Linked DNA regions of Mus musculus: region 1 is linked to region 2. A link is a contact called in public Hi-C data. All regions are on one chromosome and are shown on one strand. Each heading gives the region's core, a stretch centred on a gene start, on an enhancer-like site or on the middle of the called end of the contact. The rest is flanking DNA. Distances are from core to core; before and after follow the strand shown.

Evidence for each region. A called contact is a pair of places that touch in the nucleus more often than the background predicts.
Region 1: a contact with region 2 is called in a Hi-C map of cerebral cortex, with 3 times the contacts expected there. The contact joins two enhancer-like sites. A contact is called at or near these places in 2 of 39 promoter capture datasets (hippocampal neurons and liver), 1 of 15 datasets of contacts at CTCF or cohesin (large pre-B cells), 31 of 484 Hi-C or Micro-C datasets (the 63-12 cell line, the AML12 cell line, B cells and 18 more), 5 of 115 datasets of contacts at active chromatin or transcription factors (bone marrow-derived dendritic cells, craniofacial prominence, embryonic stem cells and 1 more) and 1 of 9 other capture datasets (embryonic stem cells).

Annotation. Positions count from the first base shown.
Region 1 is chr9:65,120,802-65,125,573 of GRCm38.p6, forward strand. Igdcc4 (immunoglobulin superfamily, DCC subclass, member 4) reads left to right here. Exons shown (of 20, transcript NM_020043.3): 5 at 979-1,119; 6 at 1,850-2,005; 7 at 2,975-3,388; 8 at 3,811-3,975; 9 at 4,484-4,621. Among named protein-coding and RNA genes, the nearest start is that of Igdcc3, 18 kb to the right of the region's middle. Within about 2 kb of position 3,215, at least 69 of the 459 cell types and tissues checked have an H3K27ac peak or open chromatin away from gene starts, as enhancers often do. A contact at or near this core is called in cerebral cortex, where this site is marked.
Region 2 is chr9:64,987,723-64,992,631 of GRCm38.p6, forward strand. It overlaps Hacd3 (3-hydroxyacyl-CoA dehydratase 3), which reads right to left. Exons shown (of 11, transcript NM_021345.2): 8 at 4,535-4,647; 9 at 3,252-3,358; 10 at 2,595-2,726; 11 at 1-807. The coding sequence ends at 731. Among named protein-coding and RNA genes, the nearest start is that of Gm25640, 18 kb to the left of the region's middle. Within about 2 kb of position 2,804, at least 4 of the 459 cell types and tissues checked have an H3K27ac peak or open chromatin away from gene starts, as enhancers often do. A contact at or near this core is called in cerebral cortex, where this site is marked.

The DNA of each region.
Region 1 (4,772 bases), core at 1,965-4,464, 130 kb after region 2:
AGTGGGTTCCTGGGATCCGTCAGACTTGGCAGCAAGCATCTGTAGCTAGAAGTCTCTTTTCTGCCTCTCTTTGAAAAGCCCCTGCCAGGATTAGGTAGTAACAAGGGCACTGGTTTGGGGGGTCACGAAGACCTGTTTTGAATCCTGACTCTCCTCACCATCTGTGTGACCCTGAGATGGGAATGGAAAGTGCTTGGCATTCAGCAGCTGCTCCACAGATCTCACTGCAAGCCTCCCCCAAGGTTGCTCACTTGTGTCATCCCTCCTCTTCACTGGTTCCATCCTCTAGTCCCTAGGCTGAGGCTCCAGGCCATCCTTGCGCGCTCTCCAGCACTAGGTCTATGCTTCCCCCTGCTGGACAAATCAGGTGTTCAATGTTGTGCCACAAGGAGAGAGAGTTGGACACAGAAACACATCGTGAAGCTTCTTTGCTAAAAACAACAGCCCACCTTTTTTTTTGGGGGGGGGTGTTTTTTTGAGACAGGGTTTCTCTGTATAGCCCTGGCTGTCCTGGAACTCACTTTGTAGACCAGGCTGGCCTCGAACTCAGAAATCCGCCTGCTTCTACCTCCTGAGTGCTGGGATTAAAGTTGTGCGCCACCAGGCCCGGCTTAACAGCCCACCTTTTGCTTGTAGAACTCTGAGGTACTTTGGAAAGGCATCTGCCTGACTCACACAACAACTTATAGACAGTCTTAGAACTAGAGCTGGGTGCTGAGTCTAAGGCAGATGCCATGGGAGCTGGATTTGGGCGGGGAAATATGGGGGAGGTATGGTCTACCCAGTAACTTGTGGGGTTTCACTTGTGTCGGAGAGCATTCTTCTGGCTCCAAGAGAAAGAACTCCAAGGCCTACGCCAGCTCTGCTTGACAGTTGCTTTCCCCTTCTGACAGAAAGAACCATGACGCCCCAGGCCCCCTGCTTTGGGCATTCAGAAGCAGTAATTGGCAAGCTAACCCTGTCCTATCTTCACTACAGGGTCTTTGGAGGCTACCAGGGGGCAGGATGTGGTCATTGTGGCAGCCCCAGAGAACACCACGGTAGTGTCTGGACAGAGTGTAGTGATGGAGTGCGTGGCCTCTGCTGACCCCACCCCTTTTGTGTCCTGGGTCCGACAGGGTGAGTGCTGAGGAAAGAGGAGGAGGAGACTGGGGAAGTGGGCAAGATGGTACAGTATTTCACAGGCTCCAAGTCAGGAGCTTCTGCCTAAAGATAGAAGGAGAGAATTGACTCCTTAGAGTTGTCCTTTGACTTCCATAGCACATGCAAGCAAGCTCACATGTACACACATTCATGCAGTAATAAAGTCTAAAGAAGGTTGTATTAAAGCCCAGTGGTGGTGGCACACATCCTTAATCCCAGCACTGGGGAGGCAGAGGCAGGCGGGGCTCTGAGTTTGAGGCCAGCCTGGTCTACAGAGCAAGTTCAGGGTAACCAGGGCTACTCAGAGGAAACCCTACTTTGGAAAATTCTGGGGGTGGGAGGAGAGAGAGACACAGAGAGACAGAGAGAGCGAGGGACAGAGAGACAGAGACAGGCAGACACACACACACACACACACACACACACACACACACACAGAGAGAGAGAGAGAGAGAGAGAGAGAGAGAGAGAGAGAGAGAGAGAGATTGTATTAAATATCTGCTCCGCCCACCAGAGACCATTTAGCCATCGTTTACCCACCTCCCTTCTGCTTTTCCACCTAGGGATCAGAGTAAGAAGGAACTGGGATTCAAACCAGCGGCTGTGATGCAGCTTTGCAGGGATGTAGTGGGAACCTCGTAGTTGGAGAGGGTGTAGAGGGACAGTTCCAGCGTCCCCCTCCAGCCTGCTCCTTCTCTGTCACCAGATGGAAAGCCTATCTCCACGGATGTCATCGTTCTGGGCCGGACCAATCTACTCATCGCCAGCGCGCAGCCTCGGCACTCTGGAGTCTATGTCTGCCGAGCCAACAAGCCCCGCACGCGTGATTTCGCCACTGCGGCTGCTGAGCTCCGAGTGCTTGGTAAGGAAGGGCTGGTGCTGGGGGACGTTAAGGATGGGTGTGTGTTAGAGGGAGAAGGGGCGGTCCTAGAAGACTAAATGTGAGGGGGACCACATGGGAGGAGTCTGAATTTTCTGATTGGTGGTGATTGTTGGAGGACTGGATTCCGTAGCTGGGGGGGGGGGGGGAGGGAATGGGGCGATTTGAGACGGGGGGTGGGGGGGCGGATTTAAAGCCTGGTTTGGGTCATGAGGAGTGAGAGTGCAGGCGAGCAGGAGTGGGGTGAGGTTATGGAAGGAGATAGTGGAATGGTCTAGGGGGGTGTGTGAAGCCCAGAATCTGTACGTGGTAGCACTCAGAAAACTGTGGCAGGAGCGTGAGTTCGATACCAGCCCTAGCTACAGAGTTGAGACCAGCTACAGAGTGAAAAGTCTATCTCAAAAACAAAATTATTAAACAATGACAATGTCTTAGGCTATTAAGTCCCTATGAGTGTGTGCAGGCCATGGTGAGTGTATTGCGGTCACAGACTGAGTTGAGACAAGGTTTCTTGTTCACTTCATACTCCAGGCTAGCTGGCCCGGGGAATTCTGGGGAATCTCCTGTCTCTGTCTCCTAGGAATGCTGGGATTAATCAGTTGGGGTGATGCTGAGGCGGGCAGATCAGAAATTCAAGGCCAACCTGGGCTATAAAAGAGCTTTCTCAATACAACAGAAAACTGGGGGACCAGGCTTGCTGAAAGCTGGAGTAACTGCTGGGTATAAGAAGCCACGGGGAGGAGAAAGTGAAGTTACAGCCTAGAGCTCAAAAGCTGGAAATCTGCTGGGCTTGGGAGAAAGGAGGACTAGCCCAGGAGGGGTCGAGTCTAGTGGACCAGAGCTGGGCCCGTATGACTAGGGGAGAGGACCTCAGGGTGAGGCTTGGGCGCGGTGTTGGGACACTTGGAGAGGGGTAGGCCCTCTTGTCAGAGTCTCCCTTCTGCCCCTCAGCTGCCCCAGCCATCTCGCAGGCGCCCGAGGCGCTCTCGCGGACGCGGGCCAGCACCGCGCGCTTCGTGTGCCGGGCGTCCGGGGAGCCACGGCCCGCGCTGCACTGGCTGCACGACGGGATCCCGTTGCGACCCAATGGGCGCGTCAAGGTGCAGGGCGGTGGCGGCAGCTTGGTCATCACTCAGATCGGCCTTCAGGACGCTGGCTACTACCAGTGCGTAGCAGAAAACAGCGCGGGAACTGCCTGTGCCGCTGCGCCCCTGGCGGTAGTGGTGCGCGAGGGGCTGCCCAGCGCCCCGACTCGGGTCACAGCCACGCCGCTGAGCAGCTCCTCTGTGCTGGTGGCCTGGGAGCGGCCTGAGTTGCACAGCGAGCAAATCATTGGCTTCTCTCTTCACTACCAAAAGGCAAGGGGTATGTCTACTCTTGACCGCGGGAATCCCAGTTAGGGCAAGTATGGGATGGATAATTAAAGATGAGAGGAAGGGATGGGGAGCAATACTGCTGGGAAGTGATCTAGTATTAGAGAATGGAGTGTACACGCACTCCTTGACGGAGAGAATGCTTCTCTTTCCAGGGTTAAAGGAGCCATCTTCCACCCCCAGCTAACTAACTGCAGGACGGGCTCCTTCAATTAGCACGGGGAGCTTCCTGGCCTATTATGGAATCAATGCAATAAGTAGACTAGATGGCAGAGGCATTTCTATCCTTCACCCTAGATTGTCTGTAACAATTTAGCTATACATAGACCAGTAGGATCCCCAGACAGTCTCCAGCTAGTCAGACATGGAGTGGGCTGTGACAGTCCCTTTGTCCCCCCCGTGCTACCACCTCAGGAGTGGACAATGTGGAGTACCAGTTTGCAGTAAACAATGACACCACAGAGCTGCAGGTTCGGGACCTGGAACCCAACACGGATTATGAGTTCTACGTGGTGGCCTACTCCCAGCTGGGGGCCAGCCGAACCTCCAGCCCAGCCCTGGTGCATACACTGGACGATGGTAGGACCTCTGAACCTGCAGTGACCTGGGACCCAGAGACACTCCCACTCAGGGACAGTGTGGCCCAAGGCCCTCTTCCCTGCCTTGTGATGTCTGTTGTGCCCTATAAAGCAGTGGGCAGAGGTTCTTCTTCCCAGTGTAAAATGGGGAAACTGGGGCTCAGAAAATGAAAATGACTTGCCAAGCTCAGCAGGGCAGCTGGGACTTGAGCCCAGCTCTGAGCCCCCATACCATGCAGCCCTTCTTCCTAACATACATTTACTACCCAGCCATTGGATATGAAAGCTTCTGGCCCACACTGTCCACTAGCCTTGGGATAGAAAGGATGTCTCCGCATCCTCCAGCGTAGGGCTCCCCTGAGAGGCTCCCTCCCTCCCTCCCTCAGATCCTGGGCCTGGGCCTACTTCTGACTTGCTGTGTGACCTGGGCAAGTCTCTGATCACTCCTGACTGTGTCTTATCTTCCCTGTTGGTGGAGCGGAGCTCACGCCAATGTTCTTCTGTCTCAGTCCCCAGCGCAGCACCCCAGCTTACCTTGTCCAGCCCCAACCCCTCGGACATCAGGGTGGCATGGCTGCCCCTGCCCTCCAGCCTGAGCAATGGACAGGTGCTGAAGTACAAGATAGAGTACGGTTTGGGGAAGGAAGGTGAGTGGGGCCGGGGAGGTACAGAGATGTCAGTGGGAATGGGGGTCCTCCCCTAGATGAGGGACGTTGTCAGTGGAAGTGGAGCCTAATTGGGGCATGGGATGAGAAAGCTCTGGAAAAGAGCATTGGGAGACTAGATAGCCCAATGTGT
Region 2 (4,909 bases), core at 1,554-4,053:
ACCCCAAGAATTATAGATTGATTGTGTGACTGTGTGCAGCCCAAGTAGGTGTTTGTGTTTGCCACAGGCATCATTACCACAACTGATCCTGCCTGTCTCCTGCATCTCTGTTCCCTTCTGACCCCTGCAGCCATTCACATTTGGACTTCTAATCTCTGTTGCGCAGTACTTCTCCCTTTCTCCAGTGTTGAAGGCAGTTCTGATTTAGCTAGAAATGAAGTAGTCATGGTGTTCCCAGGTTCTGATTTCGTTCTCTAAATCACTCTGCCTCTTCAATGCCTGGGAAGTGCTATAGTAATGAATGTCTTTAGCTAAAAGGCATCAAATATGAAGTGTTCTCCAGCCCTACTCTGACTCAAAAAATGTCAATAACCATGTTTATCTGATTTTCAAAAAGTCGGTGCTATGTAGTCTTGTTTTTTTTCGGTTTTCACAAGTGGCAGCAGAAAGACCAAGCCCTGTGAAGACAGACAGTGCCTGTAGGGAGGAGCAGACATGAAGAGGGCCACCTTTGTTATTAAATACACAAGAATGAACTTGTCCTCAGATACCAGATATCCATGTCATGCAAGTACAACACTAAGATAAGGACAGTAGACTCAGGAATGTTACTGGGAAAGAGAGACAGCCTTACTTTAAAAAACAAAACAAAACAAACCCTTATATCAGTACAAGAAGTAGAAGAGTAGGAATCATAGACTCTGCTCAAATGAAGCTACCAAATTCATCTTTAGTGGAGCTTTTTCTTCTTTTGTCCATACCGCCTCCTGCGCTGTTTATAAAGGTGACGAAAATTAATATATAACCCTAGGGGAAAAAAAACCAACTGATTAGAAATGTCCTTGTGACAGGGAAGTGAGTTATCTGCTGTTTGTGCCCAGGCCTCACGGCACTAAATCTATTGCTCAGATACAGCGGAACCCACAGCAGTGCTGCGAGAGGTGTCCAGCCCTGCAGGGGCTTGTGGCCTCACTGCTCATGGCCTCTTGTGCAGGGTTAGACAGAGATAAACCTTGTCTACTGAACAGCTTCTGGATCCAACTTTCCATCAGACTGTGTGTATCTCATGCCTATGATCTGTTCATCTGACTCTCATGTTTTGACACATTTCAATATTAATATAGTCATCAATACAGTTCACCCTACATAGATGATTAAGTTAACGATGGTTTTTGCCTGTTTTCCCCCCATACATATGTAATGAGTGGCTAAATCAGAGCTGAAGGGCTATTCAAGAACTGACTTTTTTTTTTTAAAGAACTTACTTTTTTAAAAGTAAGCTACAGTCTGAAAGTACAAAGCAGTATGTGAGGAAACAGGATTTCAGATGCCAGTTTCAATTCTACTTAACCAGAAAGTTCTGTAGCTTAGCCTCACCTCAGTTCCTTCAGTTGTACAACAGGGATAAAAACACATCACATACTTACTATGAAAGAATGTGCATAAAAAAATTCCTTGACCTATGAACATATACTACCTGGTTAAGACCCAAAATTTACAATTTTGGATTGGTTTAATTTTGAATAATAACATGTACATATCTTTCTATTAAGCAACACTAAAAAAAAGATAGGTCATAGGGTCACTGCATATTAAAATATTTCCACTCTTTACTGGGTACAGGACCTTACTCTATTGCCTGGGCTAGCCTTGAACTTAAGGCAGTCCTCCTGCTTCAGTCTCCCTGCTGCTGTGATTACAAATGTGAGCCACCACACAGAATTCTAACTTTTTTTCATAGGGCCTCCTAAGTAGTATAACCTCCCACACTAAATCATGGAGACCACTCGGCTTTTTAACCTCTCAGGCCATTTGTACTGTTCATCTTCTGTTCAGGGTGGCAACCTCTTAGATGCTCACTACTGATTCCTTCCCTCCCTTCTCTTGCACTGAGCCTTGCCAGTCTGAAGACAACTCTTGTTATCTATCAGTGGCTACGTCTTGATGAATACAGTACACACCAAGAGAGCTAGCACACTGGCAGTGGCTGAACCCACTGTTGCCTACAACGCAGCTATGTTTATTTAAATCTACCAAGTCAAATACATAACCTAAACACCGATGCTTACAGGAAATCCTTGAGTTACGGTGGCTTTCGAGTAATTTTAAGTTTATCTCTTGTTCCGGTTAGTTCTGAGCTTTTCTGAGTTAATCTAGAATTCATGTTGGATACAAACCTACTAAGGCGGCCATAATCAGCGGGGCGCTTCCCAACAGAGACCATCGCCACCTCCCTCCCCCCTCATTTGCCACGCCTCTACCTCCTCCTCAGCCCCAAGTAGGTTAGAATGCAGGCAGCAGGGTTCTCATCTCCTGCTCTTGTTAGAAGAGCTCTTAGTGGGTCATCGGGAGATACTGTATGGTATGCCTCAATATCCACATATATGACAGACTCGCACTGACAGAGCACTCACAATTCAGCTACTGCAGACCTGAGAGAAAGATTTCCACATGCAGCAAACTCTCCTACTGGGTCTGTTTGCACAAATAAAGCCTTTCCCTGGCCACTCTTTCAGAAGTAGAATTATATTAAGGGATGCTAAAACTGAACCACTTAGCTCTCCTGTCTAAAATATGACAAGAGACGTACTTACCTAAAAATAACATTACGAGATAAACTTGAAGGAAGAAGGAAAATCTGACTTTCATCTTCACTGGATATGGCAAAGTAAAACTGAACCTTCCCGACTCGTTGAATACTGGAATGGACTGGATCACTGCCACAGCTGAAAGCAAGCAAGCAGTGAGAAGCAAATGGAACACATGAGCTTCCAGCACCTCGGGCTCACAGCTCCAGCCTGAGGCTGCAGGAGATGTCTCCTACCCGCCTGTACAGAAAGCTCCCGGGTTCTCACATTGCCTCTAAGCTTCCAGGAGACTGATGAGAACAGCCCAGCACTGGGCTTCTGTTTCCTCATCTATAAAATGGGAGGAAATTTTGTGTCTGATCTATTCACTAGGGGCTGTCATAATAAAATGAAATTACTAATAAGATCTCTCTTTGGAATATTAAGAATAGCTTGTAAATAAAAAGCATGCAGCACAGGAGCACCCAGCTTCCAAACCTTACGCAATGAGACCCATGTCTCTGGAACAGTCAGACAAAGAGTATGGAAAAAGGCCATCAGGAAGAAAGGCCTGAGGTCTTAATACCACATTGATTAGATTACGGCTGGCAGAGAGGAAACCAGCCTCTTACCACATGGGCACCCCTGAGAGCTATACTATGAACCTAAAGTTTTTAAAAATACCTTCTGACAAACATCCCAGGGGATATAACGGAATCCACATAGTGTAACGGAGCCACGTGAGCACCTTCCAGTCCATGTCAATGCAGGAGAGCATGTAGAAGGGATACCTATGGAAAACAGAAATCAAAGACAACAGCCACTGCAGGCTCTGAATTCCACCCTAGATGGGCATTCTCACACACCAGGCTGTGAAGTCTATGGGCAGGCTCAGTGTATTCTTCAAGGAACCCTCTTTGTTCAGCTCCGTGCTGGATGCTTAGAACATAGCTTTATTCCTAGCTCTCATCTATGTTCCTAGTAGGGAGAGATGCCTAGCTGCCTCTGGATAAATGAGTAATTCTATAAAATTATACAAAAAGCCTCTAATCTCGAATCAGAAATGCTCAGGCTTAAAGAGACATCACACTGGGCATGGTAGTGCATGTCTTTAAGTCTCATCGCAGAAGAAGAGACAGTAAGATCTCTGAGAGTTCAAGGGCAGCCAAGGCTACATAGTGAGACCTTTCTTCAAAAGTGAAAAAGAAAATTTTTTAAAAATCACAAGAAATTAATTTCTTCCCAAAATGTTATCATCAAAGACCTTGAATCTGTTTCAAATCTTTGTATCCATGGTGCCAGGGGGTTCAGATCCAGGCACAATAAGACATGGTGCAGGCACCACTGCCTCTTCCCACTGTGCCAGGAACCCTGTCAAACTGTCACTACACACACCAGAGCTGAGGAAGCCCCACTGCGTATGACACACTGGGAAAAAGCAGACGGTATGGGTGAGGGGTTTAAAAAGGAACATTGCTTCATTGGATAGATTTTAATTTTGTTTCTCAGAGTCTCAGTGTGTAGGTCAGGCTGACCTCAAATTCATGGCAATCCTCCTGCCTTAGCCCTTTAGAGGGAAAAATATAAACAAACTACCATAAGATGAGAGTGCTCTTTAGTAAGAACCCTCAGGAACGCTCTCTTAACTAACCCACCCAGCCTGGATTGCTGCTTCAACCTTCGTCTTCCTCCTGACTCTTCAAGTATTTCCTTCCCTCTGGATGGATGGGCCTTGGGTCTTCTTTACAACACAACAGTGAAACCTTGAGTTTATAGATGGATCTTTCATTCTTTGGTTCCCTTTGGTCCCTATAGTCTCGGCTCTAAGCAGTGCTTTAAAACGGCCTGTTTTAGGACTGCCAAGCACCCTGATGTAGCTAGACTCCTCACATGTGTAATCCTAATGAAACTTCCAGCCAAAGCAGCAACACACACTCCAGAGCCGGGCAGCATTTGTACCCACCCACCTGAAGATTTCAATTGCGCTCCAGGAATAAAACACAAAGAAAACCACAGCTTTGTTTTGCATTTCTTCCATGGTGCCGAAAACAAGAAACAGAATAAAATTTCTTCCAAGAAACTATTAAAAAGATCCAAAAGAGAGAGAGAATTTAAACATTGTACGTATCTGTGTGCACATACCTATATATCTGTCTGCATTCCCACAGCACATGCATGCACTTACAAATGCTCCCTTTTCTTAATGCACTGTACAGTTTTATTTAAAATGTGCATATGAAAATACCTAAAAGTAATGACATACAGTGTAGCCCACTAAAGGAAATAATATTCGAATAAGATCTTTCTTGACGCATTAAGAAAATCACATCCGTTGAGAGAAA